5 separate regions of the Sus scrofa genome follow, and regions 1, 2, 3 and 4 are each linked to region 5. A link is a contact called in public Hi-C and promoter capture Hi-C data. All regions are on one chromosome and are shown on one strand. The core of a region is the stretch at or near the end of the contact, and the rest is flanking DNA. Distances in the headings are between cores, read along the strand shown.

Region 1 (2,889 bases), core at 387-2,886, 130 kb after region 5:
TATATGTATGACTGGGTCATTTTGCTGTACAGCAGAAACTGGCACAACACTGTAAACCAACTATACTTTTTTTTAAGAATGAGGAAAAAAAAAGGGAGTTCTTATCGTGGCTCAGTGGTTAATGAACCCAACTGGTATCCATGAGGACACGGGTTCAATCCCTGGCCTTGCTCAGTGGGTTAAGGATCCGGCATTGCCGTGAGCTGTGGTGTAGGTCGCAGACACGGCTGTGATGTTGTAGGTCAGCTGCTACAGCTCCGATTTGACCCCCTAGCCTGGGAACCCCCATATGTAGTGGGTATGGCCCTAAAAAGACAAAAGAAAAAAAAATAGGGAAAAAAAGAAATGCTCCAAAATAACCAAGGGCAGAGGGAATGGCCAAAATTTTTAAAGATCAGCATTTTAAATGTTACTAGATTGGCCAATTGCCAATTGCTCTAAGTTGTACCAATTTACACTCACAACAACATATGTATGACAGTGGCTCTTTCTCCAAACACTTGGCCAATCCGTTGGATAGCAAAGTCTTTGGTCCTTACTAATTTGGTAATCAAAAAACATTTCACTGTTATTCTAATTTGCATTTTATTTATTATGAATAAGGTTAAGTACATTTTCATATATTCAAAAGCCATTTTCACTTTTTCTGTCAACTGCCTAATCATGATTTTTGTCCATTTCAGGGTGGTTTATCAAAATGTTTTAGAGCTCTTAAGAAAAGCAATCTTCATCTGTTGTACATATTGCAAATATTTTTTCAGTTTGCCACTTCTCTCTCAATTTCTTATAGAAATTCCTTCATCCAAGTTTTTTATACAGGCAAATTTTTTTTAATTTTTTGCTTTTTAGGGCCTCACCCACAGCATATAGAGATTTCCAGGCTAGGGGTCCAATGGGAGCTACAGCTGCAGGCCTATGCCACAGCCACAGCAACGCAGGATCCGAGCAGCATCTTCGACCTACAACCACAGCTCATCCCAAAGCCAGATCCTTAATCCACTGAGTGAGGCCAAGGATAGAACCCACAACTTCATGGTTCCTAGTTGGGTTCGGTTCTGCTGGGCCACGATGGGAACTCCTACAGGCAAATATATTAATACTTCCTTTTATATCTTGCTTAGAGATCTCTTCCCCACTCCAAGATTATAAAAAGCAGACTCCACGATTTTACTATTTTTTGTGGTTTCATTTTTAAAACTAAAGTATTTGATAAATTGGGAATTTATTTTGGTGTAAAGAGGCTGAGAATCCCACTTTCCCCCCAGCTGATTTGTCACTTCTTTGTACACAATTCATCCAATAATTCATCCTTCCCTCCCCCGGCCCCCACATTTTCATTATGTTGTACATTTCCTATATCTTTTTCTCTATTAAACAGTGACAAATCTTTTATTAGAACCATGGAACCACAGAACTCAGGGCAGCATCAGGAATCCAGATGCAAGAAAGGGAGTCTATGGTCTGCAGCTTGCACACAAAACTACAACTACAAGCCACTGCTTGGGATTTCCTTCCTCTGGCAACAGTGAGCAGTCAGAAGAAGCAGGCAGGCCCTTGAACTGAGTGTTTGTTAGATCATTGAGTGTTTTTAGATAATGGGGGGGCGGGGCGGTGAGGGAGGGCCGGGGGAGGTGAGGATGGGAGGAAGGCTGTGAACCTGTCTTTGTTAGCCAGAGTCTATTTTCCAAGGTCTTCTCTGGCTTCCTTCTCTAACTACCCAAATCTTCCTTGAAATGGGGTTACAGGGCGTCTCCGCCCCACCTCTTCCCAAAGCCCTTATCTCTTGTCCTTGGTCACAGTCTCAAGGAGGGGGCGGCTCGGAAGGAAGAGGGAATGGGAGTGACTGGGATTTGGGGCAGACGGATGAGGTGCCAGGGTTCGGAAGCGAAGAGCTGGGAGTGGGAGGGCGTGGAGAGAAGAATCTTCGCGCCGCGCCGCGCCGGCTTCGCGCCCCCGCAATGTCCTCGGCGCCCAACAGAAGGCGCCCCGGCGCTCGCCTTCTCCTCTCGTAGCCGGATCCTCCGCCGCAACCAGCCTGGGAGCCCAGCCGCGCGGCGCCGCGATCGGAAGAGCCGGGCGGCGGCCCGAGCCCTCCTGGCCCAGCAAGTGGGACAGGGTGCCGAGGAGCCCAAGCTCTGTTCCCGGGCCTGGGGTACAGCGGTTTCTCGGCTCCGACCCCACCCCCCGCAGGAAACGCCCAGAGCCACCCCAGCGCCGCGGTCTACAAAGCCGGGAAAGTCCGAAGGCGGGAGGGGTCGGGCGCACTCGGGAGGCAGGAGGATCCCCCTCAATCTCAGGCTCACGCCCGACTCCCCCATCAGGCCGCCTCCAGCCTCATGAGGACGCCCAGGCGGGGTCTGAGAGCCTGGAGCAGCCTGGACCGAAATCTTGCGGCGGCCTTAGAGCGTTAGACAGGTCAGTGCCGGGGCGGGATGAGGGGCCGAGCTGGAGGCGGGAGGAGGCGCGCACGCTGGTCCACCTTGTCCCCCGCCCAGCTTCCCCATTCCATTCACCGGGTCACCTCCGCCAGAGCCACCTAATAGCTTGGGCGTGATTCTGCATTTTTCATGACAGGCAAGGTATGGCGCTGCCCTCTGCAGCCCACTCGGGGCCAGGTGATGCTCGAACTGAAGGGTTGGGGTGGGGGATGAGCGGGCCAGGGGAGGCGACGGGTTCGGGGACAGCCGCTGTTCTAATAAAGCGATGCTCTTCTACTCATGAGCCTCCGCGTCGAGACCACTACATCCAAAGGTCTCTGGCTTCAAGATGCCGGGCCTCAGGCGTGAGAGGAAAGCGAGATGCGGGAGAGGGCGAGAAGAAAGGAGGCCGGGAGACCCGAGGCCCGGGGAGTGAGGGGAGGGGGACGCGGGTACCGATTCGCTATGCAAA
Region 2 (2,916 bases), core at 251-2,750, 160 kb after region 5:
TCCCCCTCCCCCAGGCACCACCACGTTCCCGCTCCACGTCCCCAGCGCCTCCGCCCCTCCTCTCCAGCCTGGGCTCCCCTGTCCCGGGTTCCCCCTCCCTCCTGTATCTCGGGCTGCGGAGCACGGGGGTGGGGGTTGAACGCGGCGGCGGGGTCTACCAGGGTCGCCCCTCGGCCTCTGCGGCGGAGAAGAGGGCAGCGAATGGGGCCTTGGCCTGTGCGAAGATGTCCTGGGGTCGGGATTGCCCCTAGCCGCGCAGGGGTGGACAAGACCCCCCAGTAGGGGTTGCGGGGATGGAGAGCTTTTGTGCAGAACACAGCCCAGGTGCCGCCCTCTCGCCGGACCCTTCTCTCCTCCAGGCCCTGGGACTCCAGCTGAGGCTAATCACCAATTAAGGCGAAGTCCTGGAGCCTGAGCTGGCCAGGGGCCAGGGGTGGGGCGCGGGGAACACTACGCCAGCGGGGGCTCGGGACCCGCTGAGGTGGGGGACACACAACGGACTAGAGGGCGAGAAGAAGCGTGGAGATCTGAGTGTTTAGACGGGTCTCATGCCAATTAGATGCAAACCTTTATGCTAATAAGAGCAGTATAGTTTTGAATTCGCCACTTGGCGTTGGATGGCAAACTGCGCCCCACCCCACCCACAGCTTCTTACCGGGCAGCCGAGCCCAGGCGGGGACCTCACGTTCGCGCTCCCCTCTCTGATCCCTCTGATCCCTCTCCGTACAGATAGACTCTGGTTCGGCCGCTCCTGGCCCTAGGGGGCTTCTCTTGGGGGGCTGCGGGGACAATGATGGTAAGGAAACCGCCCTCCAAGCCCGGCCTGGACCTCCCGCCTCCCCTTCTCCCTCCTGTCAAAATCCACTTTGTTATAAAAGGGTCGCCAAGGCTAGGGTGGAGGAAGCAGTTCACCCGGAACGTGCCTATGGTCTTCTTAATGGAACTCTTGGATTCCTGCGACTGTCCCGCAGAATTCTTGCTTGCGGGTAAATTGAGTTGTGGGGTGCAGCCATCCTGAAGCCCCTTAAAGAGACCCCCGAGCCCACCATGGTCCCCCTTTCTTACCCACTCCTGCCCGGGTAGGGCGCATGCGCGCAGCATGCCCCCCATAACCCCCAGTATCCGGTCAGTGCGGCCAGGGGCGGGGCGGTCCGGGGGCTTCATGCTGGACCCCTACCCTCCTCCAAGTTTCAGAGCCGAGGGGGCGCGGAAGCTGGGGGGGCTCTGAGGCCTGCGTGCGTCCGGGGAGTTGCCGCTGCCGAATCCGCCCCCCGCCCGGCTCCGCCCCCACTCCCACCCCAGCCAAACTTTTCAAAAGGGGTAGGGTTGTTCTTTTCTCTACAACTGTAATTCCACAACAAACAAACCCTCTTAATCGTGACTCCAACGTCGAAGCACGATCCAGGGCTTCGCAGTGTTATCTTGGAGCCCACTAAGTACATGCCGTTTTCCCAGGCCCTCTGGAAGCAGAGAGCTTGGGTGGACACACAGGGAGTTCCCGATCACCACTCCCTACTCCTTCTCAGCAGGGTCCGGCTCCCCTCCCCATTCCTGACCCGCCCCACAGAGCAGAACGGGTGTGGCATAGAGAGTTGCATATTTTACTTTATTTTTATTAAATTAAAAGCTACAGTCTGGCGGCGATTCCAGAACAGGGTAAGGAGGCTCCTTATAGGGGGCAGAGAAAAGCGGGAGAGAAAGACCAACAGAGACAGAGACACAGGAGAGAAAGGACAAGGTTAAGGTAGAAGGGGAACTGTTTCTGAAGAACACACAGGGCCGGCTCCTTGGGGGCTCACAGCAGCCCGGTTCCCCTCCCCTGCACAGAAGTTCAGCAGTGGAGCAGTATGTGGGAGTTGGGGCGGGGGTTCAAGAGACCCTTCCCTCCCCACCCAGGTCCTCTCTCAGCTTAGTCACTGGAGCACAGCACATACCAGAAAAAGCCAAGGGCAGTGGAGGGGGCAGGGAGACTGGGAGTATGTACACCGGGAGGAGGGGAGCAGAGCCTAGGATGTCAGCCTCTGCCAGAAAGGAGTGGCTCACACTGCACTGAAGCACTCGGCCTGTGGGGGGCTGGGGAAGGGATGGCCCCTCCCTCTCAGACCGCCTTCCCCAGCAGGACCATCCCCTACTAGCGTGGTGAGGGGGGCAGAGGGAGAGAGAACAGAGGCTTCCGTTGGGTCCTACTGGAGGAGAACAGCAGGGGCCTCACAAGGGGGATGTCCTTCAGTCATCGGTGATGCCCTTGGCTCTCAGCTCCTCTTGCACCCGGGTCAGGTAAGTGGGGTCCGGGTACCCAAACCTGGGAGCAAAGAGAAACGAGGGTCAGGGTTAGCTGTTCAGGCTTTTCATAACCCCAAGCTCACCTTCCTCCTGGTGCCCCATCCTAGCCCCTGCCCTCCTCCCATAAGGTTACCCAAACCCAAGATAACTGAGCCTAATTCTGCTTATTTTTGTAGGCTAAGCGGGGCACATCAGGATCAGGCTGAAGAGAGGAGAAACTGGGATGGAAGAGATGGTTGAATAGTTTGGGTGTGGTCCTCTCCAGTTTAGGAGGTTCCCAAAGAGAGGGGCTTCCCCAGGTTGGAAATGGAGAAAAGGGGAGGAGCCAAGAGAAGGGAAGAAGGAGTGTCGCACAGCTGGGGTCCCCCTGTGCAGCTGGTCTTGTGGTGGATGTCGTTCCAGGTGATGACATTCGGTCTCCCTGTGGTCATGGACGTGCCAATAGTGAAGGTGAGACGCTGGTCAAATGCCTTGCGGAACAGGGTCAGCACCTTGTTGCCCTCAGGGCAGTCCGGGAGGTAGGCCACCCGTGTGGTGCCAGGATACCGAACTCCTGGGTTTGGGTGTTCAGCCTGGGGTTGGGAGACAGAGTGGGCAGTGAGCAGCTGGGCATCTTAAGGCCCATGATGTCGG
Region 3 (2,700 bases), core at 4-2,503, 220 kb after region 5:
TTTGTCTGTGTGTGTTAGTATGTCCAAAATATCATATGGGACATAATTTATATTGAAAAAACTATTAGTTGTGTATCTGAAATTCTAACTTAACTAGGCGTCCTGTATTTTATCTGACATCCCTAACCTGAGAAGTTTACTTAACTTTTTCGGTCCTAATATGACTAAACCTTTACCAAATTTTACTTCTTGTTTTGAAGCCCTGGCTGTGCCACAGCATGCCTAGTTATTTTTATCTAGTCACTTAATTTCTAGGAGTCCACATTTATTCAACTGAAAAGAAAATATTATAAAAGCGTTTTTACAGAATTTATGTAAAAATGAAAGAAAATAAGTTGTATGAAGTAACTCTCAAGGCGCGTTATTGTCGGTCCCCACCCAAGCCAGGTCAGCCAAGACTACACATCCCACAATCCTAGGAGGCGTTTCCCCGCCATTACCTCATTCCCTGGCCTTGTTCTCGCCAATCCCTGCTTTTCCAGGGGTGGGGTAGCGGGCTGTTCTCGCGACTTTTGCTTTACCCTCCCTCTGTATTACCCCTGTCGCGAGACTTCCTACTCCTCCGCCTCCTCCGCCGCTCCCTTTGCGGCCGCCTTAACCTGGACCCGGACCCAGCCTCTCCCTTACCCGAACACCGGCCCCGGCTCCACCGAGGCCCCGGTCCCCCAACCCCGCCTCGCCGCCGCCATGGCGGACCCTAAATACGCCGACCTTCCCGGCATTGTGAGTACACGGCCGGCCCCGGCTCCCCAGGACCCCGCCTCCGACCTCCTAAGGACCCCCAACAGACACCAACCCGTGACCCTTCCCGCCTGCAACCCTTCTTCCGCCCCAAGGGCTCCCGCCGCTCTCTCCCCGACCGTCCTCAGCGCCCTCCGGACTCCTCCGACCCGACTGGGTCGGGCCATGGGAGGGCCTACAAGGCCCCTTTCTGGCAGTCGCCGGTGTCTCCACCCAGAAATGGTCTCCGGGCACTTAGCGCTGTGCCCGAATGTTTCTGCCATCCGTGTCAGCACCACCCGTACCTCCCCACATCTTCCCATGAGCCCCCGCCATTCCCCACCCTGGACACACATACCAGGCCATTTGGTGATGGCCTTCACCCGGCGAGAGTGAAGAGGGTACCATGACAGAACCCCTCTTGTGCCAGATGGAGAACTCTGTCCTCTGAGAACCTCCACCCTAACGCCCGCACGTGCCAACACATACCCTCCCTTTGTGCTGCCCTGCTGGCACTCGGGGTGGGGGTTGGGATAAGACCTTGGGTACTAAGGTCCTGAGTCACTCTGAACCCTTGTGCTAAGGTAATGGTGTACAGGGCCTGATTTGAGCATAGCATTTCTGCTTCTGACATAATGATTGCGGAGGACCCGCCCCCCTTCAGATTCAGGGTAACATCTCTGTCATCACCTACACTCACCATTTACCCTCAGATCCCTCTAAGACATGGGAACTGACCTGCAGTTCATCGGGCAGGTGAAAAAGAAGGGGGGCAGAATCCTGCCCTCACAGTCTGCCTTCTGTGTTAACTTGTTCAAGTGTTGTGGGGTCAGGGGTGTTGGTGGGTGCTGGGTAGTGAGGTTGGGTGGTCCTTGCTTCTACCTGCAGGCCAGGAACGAGCCAGATGTTTATGAAACCAGCGACCTGCCTGAGGATGACCAAGCGGAGTTTGATGCGGTAAGACCATGTGCTGCCTCAGGACTCCTCTGGACTGACTTCTCCTCCCTAGGCAGGCCCTTTCCCTTTTCTGGCGAACAACCAGCAATAAGCGGGTATGCCAACCCAGTCCGGGTGGTATTTAGGTTGCAGGGCTTATAATTGAGCAATGCCTGGAAGAAGGGTCAGGTCAGTGGAATTAAAGGTAAAAGACCTGCTACTTTGGCTTTTTAAATAAAATTTATATGTCTCAAAACAGGTTGGGGGCTGGTGCTCGGCCATAGTAGTGAATCATGAAGCCTGAGTACTTAGAAACTTCTTGAGGTTAAGACCTAGGTCTTCTGTTTCATACAATATATCACTCGGTATATGTTCATTAGTATCCTACCAAGAGCTAGACCTTGAAGTATGGAGGAATACTCTTTCATGAGAATATCCAGTAGCCATTGGGCAAAGAGCAAGAAAATGAATTGGAGATTTTAGGAAGATAAGGGACCTGGTCAGAGCAAAAGACATTTGAGGAGGAACATAAATCTGTTGTATCAGCCGAGGAGAGACCCTGGTAGCAGTTTAAGATCCAGGAACCCTGAGCAGGAAGGAATTACCTATGGGCAATATTAACCATTAGGGAAACCACTTGGCATTTTTTATTGCATGTGTTCATTCTATGTTGATTTTTGTGCACAGCCAAGGAAAAAATGTCCCTGCCCTCAAAAATCCCCCAGACTAATGGGAGAGTTAGGAAACATGGAAGAAAAAATTGAATGAAATCAACATAGTAAAAACTCTATATGTAAGTGCCAAGGGGAGCAAAGATCTCTTACAACGTCTCATAGGATGTGTTTGAGGTTCTGTTATTTCCACGGAGATCTGGGCTAGGTTTACATCGATGGGGTGAGATCTCAATTAAGTTGTCACCAAGAGTCAGTGGGAATAGGCTCAGTATGTGTGTCTGTAAGTCCTGTGGCTATGTCTGTGGGGCTGGGTAGTTCTGGAGAATGCTGGTTGCTGGCTTATAATGTATGGCTTGGCGTACTCACTTAT
Region 4 (2,863 bases), core at 315-2,814, 180 kb after region 5:
GAGCAGTCCACAGAGCCACAAATCCAAAAGGGAGCTGGCAGACCCCAAATGGCTTTCTAAACCACAAATTAAGAACGGGACAAAAACTGTATTCTTCCTCATCCTCTTCCACCTCCATGACTATGACATTTCAATGAAGTTGAATTTTTAAAATATCGCCTGTCACATTCAAAGTCACCGCATCTCTTGAACTCTAGATCTGGGGGAAGGGGGGGGGGCAGTAGCTGTGCTTGCCTCACCTGAGGTATAGTCAGGAAAGAAGATGCACTGGCCTCTTGGGCCTCCTCCTGATTCCCAGGCCATACCATCTACAGCAGTTTCCTGCTTCTAAAGTTTTACCACCATAGTATCCCCAGGACCAGAGCTCCTGAGCCATCTCTTTGGTCAAAGATGACCCCCACTTACACCAAATACCATTACTCCAGCCCGCAATGGATTGCCTTTAAGACCAAAGCCTTAAAAGCAAATATATATTAAGTCCCCAGTCAATGCCACCCCTGGGTTCAGGGCAGTAGCTTTTCTGAAATGCCTGTACCTCTGTAAGGGAAGGTATGGGACATGCAGGATTAGAACGTCCAGGAAGCCTGGGGCTTCTCCTCAAAGCCAAAGTTCCAAAGTCCAGGACAGCGACCCAGAAAGCAAGGTGCAAAGGAGAGTGACGACCAGCTCCCTCACGACCAGCTCCCCTCCCCGCTCCCCTTCTATATTCACACTCTCACCGGCGTCCTCACCACCACCAACCCAGAAGAGCTACTCCCCCTAAAGTCCTTCCGGATGCAGCCGGGTCCAGGCCGGTCGCCCTGACCTGGGGCTGAGGCTGTAACTGGCAGGAAAAAGGCAGGGAGCTGGATTTCAGGTGGGGAAGATAGAACCTCAACGGAGGAGTAAAGGGCGCAGGGAGAGACAAAAGTCTACGTTCAGGAAAAGAAAAAAAAAAAGTCTAGAGCGAAATGGTACGCTGGGAGAACACCTCAGGGTAGGTGGGCAAGGACCAGAACAGCCCGAGGAAAACGTGCAGCGCGAGGGGCTCCGGAGGCGGGAGCCAGGAAACAGGTACGCCCGGAGGAGCAGGAGCTAAGGGGTTCGGACTGGGCAGCGGTGGGGCCAGGGCCGAGTCTCACCGAGTGGGCTACACCCCACAGGAACACGCCCACCAGCGGGTCGGCCGCCCGGAACACCTTCACCTTCTGCTGCACGAAATGTTTCTTCTTGGTTTTGGAGGCGAAGCCAAAGCCCGTGCCGGGGGCCGCTGTCGCCGCCGGTATAGTGGCCGGCGGGACTGAAGAGGACGCCATAGTCTCCGGCGCACTCTACCGAGTGAAAGCCGGAGCCGGTCGCGATGCGAGCGCCCGACCCCGGAAGCGGCGCTCACCTGCGCCTCTGTCATGTGACCGGAGGCTGGCCCGCAGGCGCGCGAGCCGGGCGGGGCGGGCCGACTCCGCCCTCCTGGCGCCCGCCCGCCTGCGCAGAAGGTGGGCTCACCTGGCGCCGGGGAAGGCGCGCGGAAACCTGGTACCCTGATCGCTGTTAGCAGTGCGGAGGCCCAGGCCGGTCACCCAGGCGATGGGGATGCCGTCTGGGCCAGCCTGATTAACCGCCCAGTCGAGGGCTTCTTTGCTGCAAAGTCGCCGCCTTCCGGTTTTGCCCAGTTTCTGGGAATAACCTACCGCCTGAGGCTAACCCGAAAGGATTACTTTACGAAGAGAATCCCCTAAGTGGTTTTTGTGCTTTTAGAAGGACCACTCAAGCATCGCTCTGGAGGGTGACCAGAGTATTGCAACAGTGTAGGCACCAGATGAGGAACTAAAACAGTGGCTATTGGGATGCAAACTATTGCCTTTGCAATGGATAAGCAATGAGATCTTGCTATATAGCACTGGGAACTATATCTAGTCATTTATGATGGAGCATGATGGAGGAAAATGTGAGAAAACGAATGTATATATGTATGTGTAACTGGGTCACTTTGCTGTACAGTAGAAAATTGACACAACACTGTGATCCAACTATAATGGAAAAAATAAAAATCATTAAATAAATAAAACAAACAATGGCTATTGGGTTGGGAAAAAGGGGATGGCATATAAAGGTATATAGTTTGATGTCAATTTGGAAAATTCCTAGTGGATTGGGATTTGCAGGAAAGGGAGATGTTGAGAAGAAATCTGACTTTTGGCAAAGGCGAAGAATGATGGCAGTGAAGAAAAGGAGCAGTTTTAGTGAAAACATTAGTTCAATTTGGAATGTGTTTGAGGTGCCTGAGGGCAGCTGGACATATGGGCCTAGTGTTCAGCAGAATGGTCTAGGCTGGAGATACAGACTTAATTATTGTCCACGAATCTGTGTGGATGACAACTCCCAAGGGAGAGCAAGGAGAGACCAAGAGCTGAACCCTGGTATAAACCAGGGAGAAGACTGCAAAGGGGTGGCCAGAGAAGTAAAAGGGCCAGGAGAGCAGGGTCACAAAAGCTAAGGAAGTTGAGTTTCAAGAGAGGAAGGAATGGAGAGCAGTGTCAGATGTCATGGAGAGGTGAGGCAAGACGAGGATGGAGAACTGCCCAGTGTCTTTGGCAACTAGTGACCTTTGGAACACATTTTCAGTAGAGCCAGAGCCAGATCAAGGCGGGCTGAGGGATGAATGGGAGATAAAGAAGTGGGGAGGAGGCGCTTGGGACTTTTTTAGGAAGTTGGGTTGTGAGAAAACAAGGTGGGTAGTGAGTGGCTTATAGAGAAACATGCTGTAAAACACACTTTTAAGGGAGACCTTACCAAGGGGTAGGGAGAAATCGTTGATACAGAAGTTAACAAAGAAGATGCAAACTGCCCAAGTCGGCATCACTTTTAGTTGTTTTATATATTGGTG
Region 5 (2,700 bases), core at 9-2,508:
ATTTCAGGGCTCCCTACTTTCCCCTGTCAGCTTCCCCTGAATTGTCAGTGAACCCAATTTGCTCCGTTTTCGCCGAGGATTGTTCGCCACAGACCAGTTTTTACTCTCGTACCTAAGTGCCACACCTAACAGTAGCGCTCCCTAACCGCGGTGTGCTAGGGGAGGGGGCTGGTGTGTTGGAGTAGGTGAGTCCAAGTTCCAGGAAATCCAGCCCAGGATTTGGGAGGGAAATCCAGTCCTGGATTTTGCACCGCCTTCGCAGACAACCGTGCTGTTGGAGAGAAGGTGGGGGGGAGATAGGGTGGGGGGGCGGGGGGCCGCCTCCTCCTCACTGTGAGGGGAGCGCCCGGACACAGCGCGCATCCGGACCGAGCCAAGCCCGGCGAGCCCCCGGACTCTGCGCTCGGATCTCACGCCCCTCCCCTACCAGACCCCAGACCCGTGGGTTCCCACCCCCTCCGGCTTCCCTCCTTTCTCCCCCGCCGGCGCCTGCATCTCCATCCCCAGCATCCTCCCTGTGCCCCTGCGAATCCCCCGCACGACTAGCCCCATTAGCTCCCCACCCTCCTAAAGACCCCCTCTCCGACCCCCATCCGCGGCCCCCATCCCTTGAGTCCCTATTCCCCGCCCCTGCCTCCCCCGCACCGGTTCTTCTCCTTCAGCCTCGGATTCCTCTCTTCTGCCCCCTTTTCCTCCCTCTCCCCTATTTGCCCCCACTACAGTCCTCCCCGCCCTCCCCTGTCCATCTCAGCGCCCCCACCCAGGCCGGGGTGCAGGGTCCGGCGCGCCTCCCTGGAGCAGCACCAAGGTCCCGGGGCTCCAACGGGGTGGGGGCGCAGGGTGGGGAGCATGGGGAGGGGGCGCCCCGTGTGATGGGAGGGGGGCGCAAGCGGAGGCGGCGGAGGCGGCGGCGACAGCGGAGCCGGGCCGGGGGCTCAGCGGAGTCCGGGGGCTGGGGGCAGCGAGCAGGGCGGCCCCATGGCCGGGCCCCCCTGAGGCAGTCCGGGGGAGTCCCCTCCCCTCCCCAGCTCGGGGGTCTCGGGGCCCCATGAGCCGGGGCGCGGGCGCGCTTCAGCGCCGGACAACGACCTACCTCATCTCGCTGACCCTGGTCAAGCTCGAGTCGGTGCCTCCGCCGCCGCCTTCACCGTCTGCGGCCGCAGCCGGCGCCCCGGGGACCAGAGGTGCCGAGACCGGGGATCCTGGCAGCCCCCGAGGCGCGGAGGAGCCGGGCAAGAAGCGGCACGAACGTCTCTTCCACCGACAGGATGCGCTGTGGATCAGCACGAGCAGCGCGGGCGCCGGGGGCGCCGAGCCCCCCGCCCTGTCCCCGGCTCCGGCCAGTCCGGCCCGCCCCGTCTCCCCTGCTCCCGGCCGCCGCCTCTCCCTCTGGGCCGCTCCTCCCGGGCCCCCGCTCTCCGGGGGGTTAAGTCCCGACCCCAAGCCTGGGGGCGCCCCCACCTCCTCCCGACGCCCCCTGCTCAGCAGTCCCAGCTGGGGGGGCCCGGAACCAGAAGGCCGGGCGGGCGGCGGCGTCCCCGGCTCTTCCTCCCCGCACCCGGGCACCGGCAGCCGGAGGCTCAAGGTGGCGCCTCCTCCGCCGGCTCCCAAGCCTTGCAAGACCGTGACCACGAGTGGCGCCAAAGCCGGCGGGGGCAAGGGCGCCGGTAGCCGCCTGTCATGGCCCGAAAGCGAGGGCAAGCCCAGGGTCAAGGGGTCAAAGAGCAGCGCCGGGACTGGAGCTTCTGCCGCTGCCGCTGCTGCCACCGCCGCCGCCGCCGCCGGGGGAGGGGGAGCGGCAGCCACGACCTCTGGTGGGGTCGGGGCTGGGCCTGGAGCCCGAGGGAAGTTGTCCCCTCGGAAAGGCAAGAGTAAGACCTTGGACAACAGTGACTTGCACCCAGGACCGCCGGCCGGCTCTCCTCCTCCGCTAACAGTCCCAGCAACTCTGACTCCAGCTACCGCTGTCACCGCCGCCTCCGCGATGCCCACTGGGCCTGCACCTCCAATCACTCTGGAGCCTCCAGCTCCCGGGCTGAAACGGGGCCGGGAGGGGGGCCGTGCATCCACTCGAGATCGCAAGATGCTCAAGTTTATCAGCGGCATCTTTACCAAGAGCACAGGGGGGCCTCCTGGCTCCGGGCCCCCTCCCGGACCCTCGATCTTGTCTTCTGGCAGCGGGTCCAGGGAGCTGTTGGGCGCAGAGCTCCGCGCCTCCCCTAGTGAGTAGGACCAGGGCCTGAGAACAGGGAGGGGAGGGCACCTGGAATGCTCAGCCTGGGTTAGGGGAGCACTGTGAAGGTTTGACTTCGAAAAGCTTCTTTCTTGGGTGGGTGGCTGAACCAGACTCACTGACAAGGACTGGGGCGAAGGGTAAGAGGTCTTGGAGGGGGTGAGTTGACCTGGTGCCACATAAGAGAAGACCTGATTTCAGAGGGACTCTGAGCTTTCTGGGAGAATAGTGCCCTTGGTCAGAGTGACTGTAGGAAATTGCTCCCAGAGAAACCCCAGACCCTACTTCCGACCTCAACTGGACTCTGGGAGCCTGGGGAAAGGGCTTTGCCTGCCCAGAGAAACACTGAAGGTGAAAGGGATGAGGAAGCCTCAGTTTCTCCTGAGCACTTGGGGTAGGTGGTATGAGAGTGACCTTGCAGGCAGCTCCTCACCAGGGACAGGTCTTTCCCTGGGCTGAGAGCAGGC

What was found. Promoter capture Hi-C pulls out the DNA fragments that hold promoters and counts their contacts. A called contact is a pair of places that touch in the nucleus more often than the background predicts.
Region 1: a contact with region 5 is called in a Hi-C map of skeletal muscle, with 4 times the contacts expected there. The contact joins the promoter of B4GALNT1 here to the promoter of TSPAN31 in region 5. A contact is called at or near these places in 1 of 5 promoter capture datasets (liver), 17 of 47 Hi-C or Micro-C datasets (alveolar macrophages, blood, brain and 10 more) and 2 of 2 datasets of contacts at active chromatin or transcription factors (alveolar macrophages and skeletal muscle).
Region 2: a promoter capture Hi-C map of fetal skeletal muscle shows a contact between it and region 5, with 4 times the contacts expected there. The contact joins the promoter of ARHGEF25 here to the promoter of TSPAN31 in region 5. A contact is called at or near these places in 2 of 5 promoter capture datasets (fetal skeletal muscle and liver), 6 of 47 Hi-C or Micro-C datasets (alveolar macrophages, embryonic fibroblasts, epiblast stem cells and 2 more) and 2 of 2 datasets of contacts at active chromatin or transcription factors (alveolar macrophages and skeletal muscle).
Region 3: a promoter capture Hi-C map of fetal skeletal muscle shows a contact between it and region 5, with 6 times the contacts expected there. The contact joins the promoter of KIF5A here to the promoter of TSPAN31 in region 5. A contact is called at or near these places in 2 of 5 promoter capture datasets (fetal liver and fetal skeletal muscle), 1 of 47 Hi-C or Micro-C datasets (fibroblasts) and 1 of 2 datasets of contacts at active chromatin or transcription factors (alveolar macrophages).
Region 4: a contact with region 5 is called in a Hi-C map of mesenteric adipose tissue, with 1.8 times the contacts expected there. The contact joins the promoter of PIP4K2C here to the promoter of TSPAN31 in region 5. A contact is called at or near these places in 4 of 5 promoter capture datasets (fetal liver, fetal skeletal muscle and liver), 9 of 47 Hi-C or Micro-C datasets (alveolar macrophages, embryonic fibroblasts, fetal heart ventricle and 4 more) and 2 of 2 datasets of contacts at active chromatin or transcription factors (alveolar macrophages and skeletal muscle).

The regions. Positions count from the first base shown.
Region 1 is chr5:22,896,133-22,899,021 of Sscrofa11.1, reverse strand. B4GALNT1 (beta-1,4 N-acetylgalactosaminyltransferase 1) reads left to right here and starts at 1,636. Exons shown (of 12, transcript XM_021091871.1): 1 at 1,636-2,152; 2 at 2,322-2,415. The coding sequence starts at 1,834.
Region 2 is chr5:22,872,086-22,875,001 of Sscrofa11.1, reverse strand. It overlaps ARHGEF25 (rho guanine nucleotide exchange factor 25), which reads right to left and starts at 1,500. Exons shown (of 16, transcript XM_021091874.1): 1 at 1,368-1,500; 2 at 656-779. The coding sequence starts at 1,442. DTX3 (probable E3 ubiquitin-protein ligase DTX3) reads right to left here. Exons shown (of 6, transcript XM_013997672.2): 5 at 2,638-2,855; 6 at 1,589-2,302. The coding sequence ends at 2,227.
Region 3 is chr5:22,812,170-22,814,869 of Sscrofa11.1, reverse strand. It overlaps KIF5A (kinesin heavy chain), which reads right to left and starts at 1,253. Exons shown (of 30, transcript XM_021091865.1): 1 at 1,079-1,253. DCTN2 (dynactin subunit 2) reads left to right here and starts at 512. Exons shown (of 14, transcript XM_021091881.1): 1 at 512-723; 2 at 1,609-1,677. The coding sequence starts at 688.
Region 4 is chr5:22,852,843-22,855,705 of Sscrofa11.1, reverse strand. PIP4K2C (phosphatidylinositol 5-phosphate 4-kinase type-2 gamma) reads right to left here and starts at 1,564. Exons shown (of 11, transcript XM_021091878.1): 1 at 1,122-1,564. The coding sequence starts at 1,295.
Region 5 is chr5:23,027,883-23,030,582 of Sscrofa11.1, reverse strand. It overlaps TSPAN31 (tetraspanin-31), which reads right to left and starts at 1,258. Exons shown (of 6, transcript XM_021091896.1): 1 at 1,094-1,258. All of the region lies in intron 1 of AGAP2 (arf-GAP with GTPase, ANK repeat and PH domain-containing protein 2), which reads left to right.